Linked DNA regions of Danio rerio: region 1 is linked to region 2. A link is a contact called in public HiChIP or PLAC-seq data. All regions are on one chromosome and are shown on one strand. The core of a region is the stretch at or near the end of the contact, and the rest is flanking DNA. Distances in the headings are between cores, read along the strand shown.

Region 1 (3,547 bases), core at 65-2,564, 220 kb after region 2:
ACAGCGGCCTCTGGTGAGTTTGTGAGAACAGCAGGCGCGAATGGCACTCGAGAGAGAAATTTGAGATCTCAAAAAGCGTACATAGCAGCCTCTCGTTAAATTGTGAAAAAAAAAATGTAGCTCCTATGTATTTTGTGTTCTCTAGAAATGTATAAAGAGGTTCCTTTTCTGGGTTGAATTTAACAGTTAGACTATACAAGAACTATTTGTGGTTCCCTAACGGATGCCAGCATTGCTTTCCTTAGTTTGAATATTAAGATTTTTGTATAGTGGAAGATTTGGGTTAAGGTAAGGAATTAGTCAACATTATAATTATAAACATAATTACAGAAATTTATTAACAGTGTTATTACAAGCAGATAATTTTGGAAATATCAGTAGTAAAAACATGTATGCACGTAATTAGTGCAATGTACTAAATGAATAATTAAATTGTAAGTTCATAGTAATTAAGGCCACTTAATATAAAGTGGGGTGTCATGGTGGTGCAGTGGGTAGCACGATCGCCTCACAGCAAGAAGGTCGCTGATTCGAGCCTCACCTGGGTCAGTTGTCATTTCTGTGTGGAGTTTGCATGTTCACCCCGTGTATGCGTTGGTTTCCTTCAGTTTCCCCACAAATCCAAACACATGCATTAAAAGGTGAATTGGGTAAGCTAAATTGTCTGTAGTGTGTGAGTGTAAATGAGAGAATATTGGTGTTTCCCAGGGTTGCAGCTGGAAAGGCATCCGCTGCGTAAAACATCCCTGATTAAAAAAGGACTAAGCCAACAAGAAAATGAATGAATGAATAATGTAGAGTGGGACCAACTTTGGTGTTATTATTGAAGGTTGTTTGCTTAGTTGGATTATTTGCATATAAGATTTTTCCTCATTCTGTCCACAACCCAGTCAGAACAGACCTGTGACCCGCAAGTTCACACAGTCATTGATCTTGAACACAGCTTCTAAAGTTAAGATTGATGACTGATCATAACCCCTGCATAGGCTGATTGCATTTCTCTTAAGAAAAACAAGATTAAACATGACACCTTAAAATATACAGCAAGCCCTTTGGAGCTATGCATGTCTGATTATTCTATAATACTCTTTCCATTAACAGAGTAGATGCAATATGCCACCCATTAAACGCTTTAATCCCCAATTGTGTTTTCAAGCAGAAAGTTTAAAATCGGTGAAAGATGAAGGAATGCAAAGCAAAGATGCTGAAACTTGAGCGTCGGTGAGAGCATGTCAGGTTCATGCGAGCGTCAAAGAAGAAACCCCCCTATAAATCTATTGGTGGTGGACTCCAATGCTCTGCTCACGAGGCTGCAGTTCTATTTGGGAAGTTGGCAGCTCGAGGCAGAGGGGCTTTACTCTCGCGACTCTGGAATTATGAACAGCGCTGGTCCGACCAGCATCTTGTTTTGAACATTATTCCCACTGATCTGAGACCATGGAGTTCGGAACCCGCATTTTCATCGCATTCCTCGTTTCCCAGGTAGGCGCGAGAGGTTTCATTCCGTTGTTTATGCTTATCGCTTGTTGTCAGATTTATTTAGCATTAATTTAGTGCTTGATAAAAATGTGAAATTAATCATTTGAGAGCGCAGTGCACGTTTTTACAACTCGTTTTGCAGAAAGAGTTGCGCTGAGGTAATACTTGCATCTGTTATCCACGGCACACAGAGTAGAAATTAGTATTATGAAATATGCTATTCTTTCATTGCTGTTTATTAATGATAATAATAGTACTGTTTCCAATGCATTGGACGTTAGTTTGGTGTTTACTCCAGCCCATTCGTGTGCATCAGTCTAATGCACTGCCTGGGTTCAGATGGAAATCACGAGCAAACTCAGTCTCAGATCGCATCTATATTCCGCTCAGCTCTGAAGTTGAGCGCTCCTTTGGCTCCCTTCATCAGGAGACATTCACACGACGGGCTGACTCACGGAGCCCTTCTCCATTCACTAAAGACAGTAAATGAGCGAACAAACCATTCAAGTCCTAAACGCTTTATATATAGTCATTTGAGAACGGCAAAACTTATAATTCCAACCATTAACGAATGGACGATTAATATTCTCTGCTTACTTCAGAGAGCTTCAAGCCAGATCAACAAGATAAACGAATAGCAATCAAACAAGCGATTAACCATCAAATATCACTTTCGAACCAAATGAAGAGACTCGAATACTAATAAATAACACAATAAGTGTTTTACCGCATATATTTTATTGTTTGTCAATTTTAGGAGATTAAATGAAACGAAACAGAAGAATTCTATTTTAATGTAGCGAATCGAGTGTGAAGGAGAACCGCGTTTACCTCAGACAGCTGGATTCAAATAGTGGAGTCAATCCCACGTGTAAAGAGACGGATCGATTCAGTTTAAGGTGGATGATGTGATGAACATTCAGGCTGGTCATTTGCAGGTAGATCGTATTGTTCCTGCAACAAACTATTATACTTAAAGTACAAGTTTATCGTGTTTCCTCTGCCTACACTCTTAAAATGTTCTGTATTGGAATTGAAAACCTTTACCAGTCATGGAAACTTTCAGCTGCACAAAAGGCTCTTTATTATGTTTTTTCCATTGAGATAAAACTAATACTGATGGCTGGATGTTTATCTGGGGGACCCCAAATAGTTCAAAAACACACCTTTTGGAATCTTTGTTTAAGAATGCAATGAAACATAGTATCTGGCTAACCAGCTCCTGCCAGCACTGACCAGAGATCAGCTTACAACCTCAGCCACATTTTGTAAAGTTTGACTTTAATTTGAACATTTTGACTTTCCCATATCAAATTGATCTTAGGATTTAGATCTGCTGTTACATCAGATTACTTGAGGCTGTTCATGCTAATGGACCCTTTGGTTAATATTGTTAATAATGCACATGCATTACTGTAGTTTGTGGTATAGTCATTTGGGATCGAAGGAGACAGTGTTATGGCTTCTTGCATTTGAAATGCTGATGGCTCATTTGTAAGCTACTGCTCAACACTTAATACAGGATAATGAACAACAGGTGCTGTGTTAGTTCTTCCTCTCTCAGATTAAATGATTTTATTTTCACCATGATTTATTACGCTCAGATGTTTTAAATGTGTCCCTTTTAAGATGACATGCACGATTTGCTCTAGATAAAACGTTATTAGTGTGTTGGATTATCCATAACTTTGCATGCCCTCAGCATGTGCTGCATTTTTTATTCGCTATTCAATTTCAAAATATCTTTACTGTTGTTTATCTCAGACAAACCCCCAGGCTTTGTGCGCAGGTTAAATAAAGATACTCTATTCTTCAGAACTTCAAGAGACCTATCATCATGCACTTATTATAAATACTTATTAGGCATTAGTCACATTTCAGCTCTTCTCGGATGCTTCATTGAGCTCTTACTTCTTTGCCTGTGAATCATCACAGTGCTGTGAATCTTTAGAGAGCCTACACTTTCTGTTTAACAATTCATTGTTACTAATGTGTTGTCTCCATATGAGGCTCACCTATGTAACAACCCACTTCAAATAGATTATAGCCTCATATAATGCTCTTAGTA
Region 2 (3,519 bases), core at 12-2,511:
ATTAAACAGCAGAACATTAAGAACTTGTGAAAATAGAGTAATATAAAATTTTTGTAATTATTTATGTGAGTTTTGTGGCCTTTTTGAGGCCTTTCAGTAACCATTCATTGTCAATGCACAAAATAATATATTTACTTAGCTAATTATTTTAGTTACTTAGCTATTTATTATGAGTATGATATATATATAATAGCTTTTTAAGAAATAAATGATACTATTTTAACTTTTAAAGCAAGTAATGAAATAGCTTTTCTTAAGGATTTAGTTTAAAAATTTAATATTAAAATATTAAGAACTTATATAAGCCTTTGATTTATAATAATTGTGCCTTGAATATATAATATAGGTTTTAAAAAATATACTATTTTTTTCTTATTAGGTAATAACATCTTTTTTCATATTTTCTTGTGGATTTAGTTTAAAATTAAATAGCAGGGCATTAAGAACTTGTGAAAATTGCATAATATGAACCATTTTTGTAACACTTTTATGTGAATTTTGTGCCCTTTTTGAGTCCTTTCAGTATTCATCCATGATCAGTCATTAAAACAGTTTCTTTTGTGTTCTGTATGCCTTTTACAGTATGTGCTGCTGGTTAACATGAGGGCGTGTAAATTACTTTACTCTTCTGTCTTTTTTGAGAAAACTATTAATTTAAGTGACCCAAGCAACAGGCAAGGTGGAGCTGTTTGGCACACCCATATGACACATTGCTCAAGGGTCTGCAACATGTCTGAGCAAACATAGCAGCAGCTACTCATCTGATCTCACCTCATGCAAATCTATTCAAGTTTCAGGCATTTTCCCATACCTGATGTACGGACTAGCAGCAGCCAGAATGTTTTTCTGCACAGGAATCTGTTCACCTTCCAAAACCAGCACTGCATCTTGAAAACAGTCGTCCTGTCTGAAAGACTGAAGGACCCTGAGAAGCTTCTGGGAGTGCTGAGGGTCCGAAACCACTGATCCAGCATCAGCGCCAGCTCTTTTAGGGTCTGACATGCTGTAACAACACGTACAGTACAGACAGATGTGCTGTTAACACAACACAACAACAGCAACATGCTCCAGGTTTGTGTTGAATAAACAAAATGACAGGTTTAAATCATATAAACTCACTCAAATGTGCGTCAATTAAAGTTGTTCTGGGTATTTGCTAACTTCAGCCGCTCATAGCCATCTGTGTGTGTGTTTCAGGACAGCGAAAACTGCAGAAAAACAATTCTCGGCTGCTTCATGTCATGGCACTGCACGACGTCACCAGGAAGAGCATTTAACTTAGGTTTTTCAAAATAAGAGCCCCCTTTTTTGAAAACAGCACTCAGGTGTCTAATTTCTATATGGCGCAGGTGTCAAACTCCTGGAGGGCCACTGCTCTGCACAGTTTAACTTTAACCCCAATTAAAATACACTTGATCAAACTAATTGGGTCCTTCAGGCTTATTTGAAACAAAGAGCATAGCGCAAGTTATTTGTTTGGAACCTAAGTGTGTTGAAGCATAGTTGGAACGAAACTTTGCAGGACTGCAGTCGCCCTACAGTATATATATATATATATATATATATATATATATATATATATATATATATATATATATATATATATATATATATATATATATATATATATATAGTATGTGTTTTTTCAACACATTTGTAAACATAATAGTTTTAATAACTCATTTCTAATAAATGTTTTATTTTATCTTTGCCATGATGACAGTAAGTATAATATTTAACTAGATATTTTATTAAGACACTTCTATACAGCTTAAAGTGACATTTAAAGGCTTAACTAGATTAATTAGGTTAACTAGGCAGGTTAGAGTAAGTAGGCAAGTTATTGTATAATGATGTTTTTTTTCTGTGGACTATCGAAAAAAATAGCTTAAAGTAGACCGAAATAAGGTCTTTATATATATATAGCTGTTTTAAAGACTAATTATACTGTGTATAATTAAATTATTGCAATAGTTTTGTAAAGTTTGTAGCTTAAGCTATTTACATGCTATTTTATAGCTATTTATACTAATATGTAGACTCCCTGGCTAACATTCAAATTACTTCACGAGGACAAAAAGTTTTTAGAGATTTATACATTCACACACACTTTTTATTACATTTATGCAGCATAAGTCATACACGTTGATTAATTTAAGTTTTCATATCAGTGTCAAGATTCATGTCTTTGAAACAGCCACTCTTTGCTCAGGTGTAATGGATTTAAATGAACAATTTACAGGACAGTAAATCCCTCTGTTGCTTAGTCATTAAAAGTGTCATCAATCACTGCTTCCTGTCAGGACATTATATGGGAGAAGAGGTTGGTGTACGCTGGACAAATCTGCCCTTTATGCATGAAAAGAAAGAGTATTAAGCTTCTGATTTATGACGACTGGTGACCTCGAATATGTGAATGAGTGAGAAGAAGAAGAAGATTGAATTAATCTTTCATTAAGAGAGAGCTATATTGTGATTTAACACCCGTTTGTGGCGCTGATCGGCTGTGCCAGTTATCATAAAGAGGCCAGAGCTGTTCTCTTTAATTCTGGTGATTCATACGTATTTCAGTGGAATATAAAGAGGAGATTTTAATTAGAGTCTGTAGGATATACCCTTTACCAAGTATAAAACCTTTTATAGCGTATTAAATTGGCCTGGACTTTCCGTGACTTGGCATGTCCTCTAGTGTTAATGAAAAATACCCTCCGAGCACTAGATGGCGCTCACGGAACATACATTCAAAATTACTTGTTAGATTATGGTTATAAATGTCTCCAAAAACTGTAGACAAATAATACACATTAAAAAAAGACATAAGTGGCTAAGTTATCATCTCTACAGTGTCTGTGAGTTTGATAATCCATTTTTTAAAGCACGTCTTTGATGCCAGATTCAATATTCAGAGGCTTATGCAAAGCCTATTTTATCTGACTCTTTCAAGCTTAAACCACATATTCATCAATAATATTCTCTTTTATATTCAGAGTTTACTGCATTGAGTATCTGCACATCATATTCTTAAAAGACATAAACATTCACACTGCTGAAGTAATCAGAAAAATATGTTACAGAGCAGTATCTTATTCTCCCCCTTTTGACAAACTTGGTAAACTTTTCTTTCTTTCTTTCTTTCTTTCTTTCTTTCTTTCTTTCTTTCTTTCTTTCTTTCTTTCTTTCTTTCTTTCTTTCTTTCTTTCTTTCTTTCTTTCTTTCTTTCTTTTTTTCTTTCTTTCTTTCTTAAGAAGAAGAAGAAGAAGAGGTGTGAAGTTTCCAAGGCACACTTAGCCCAATTCTGGAATATTCTAGGTAAAGGGTTAACAAGGCTAAACATGATAAAATCTTTACGTTTCAATAGCATTTTCGAGGTTAAAGTTTAGTGGAACAAGATGCTGTGGATGCCCACAAGAAAAATATTATAGTTATTTATAGCAAATTCCATAGTGTTTTTGAACCATGTTAAAGTACTTTAATTAATCTGCTGTGGTAATTCTATTGTTGCCGTGGTACATAAAATAT

The links. HiChIP or PLAC-seq counts read pairs in DNA pulled down with a chosen protein or histone mark.
Region 1: an H3K4me3 HiChIP or PLAC-seq map of embryo shows a contact between it and region 2, with 2.3 times the contacts expected there. The contact joins the promoter of cdh13 here to the promoter of gan in region 2. A contact is called at or near these places in 3 of 18 Hi-C or Micro-C datasets (caudal fin, embryo and an unstated tissue) and 1 of 4 datasets of contacts at active chromatin or transcription factors (embryo).

What each region holds. Positions count from the first base shown.
Region 1 is chr18:14,907,597-14,911,143 of GRCz12tu, forward strand. It overlaps cdh13 (cadherin 13, H-cadherin (heart)), which reads left to right and starts at 1,315. Exons shown (of 14, transcript XM_068214885.2): 1 at 1,315-1,482. The coding sequence starts at 1,438.
Region 2 is chr18:14,690,470-14,693,988 of GRCz12tu, forward strand. gan (gigaxonin) reads right to left here and starts at 1,262. Exons shown (of 12, transcript XM_073929911.1): 1 at 1,120-1,262; 2 at 812-1,003. The coding sequence starts at 1,002. It overlaps LOC108179959 (a long non-coding RNA gene), which reads left to right and starts at 703. Exons shown (of 4, transcript XR_012393987.1): 1 at 703-1,071; 2 at 1,198-1,325; 3 at 3,246-3,309.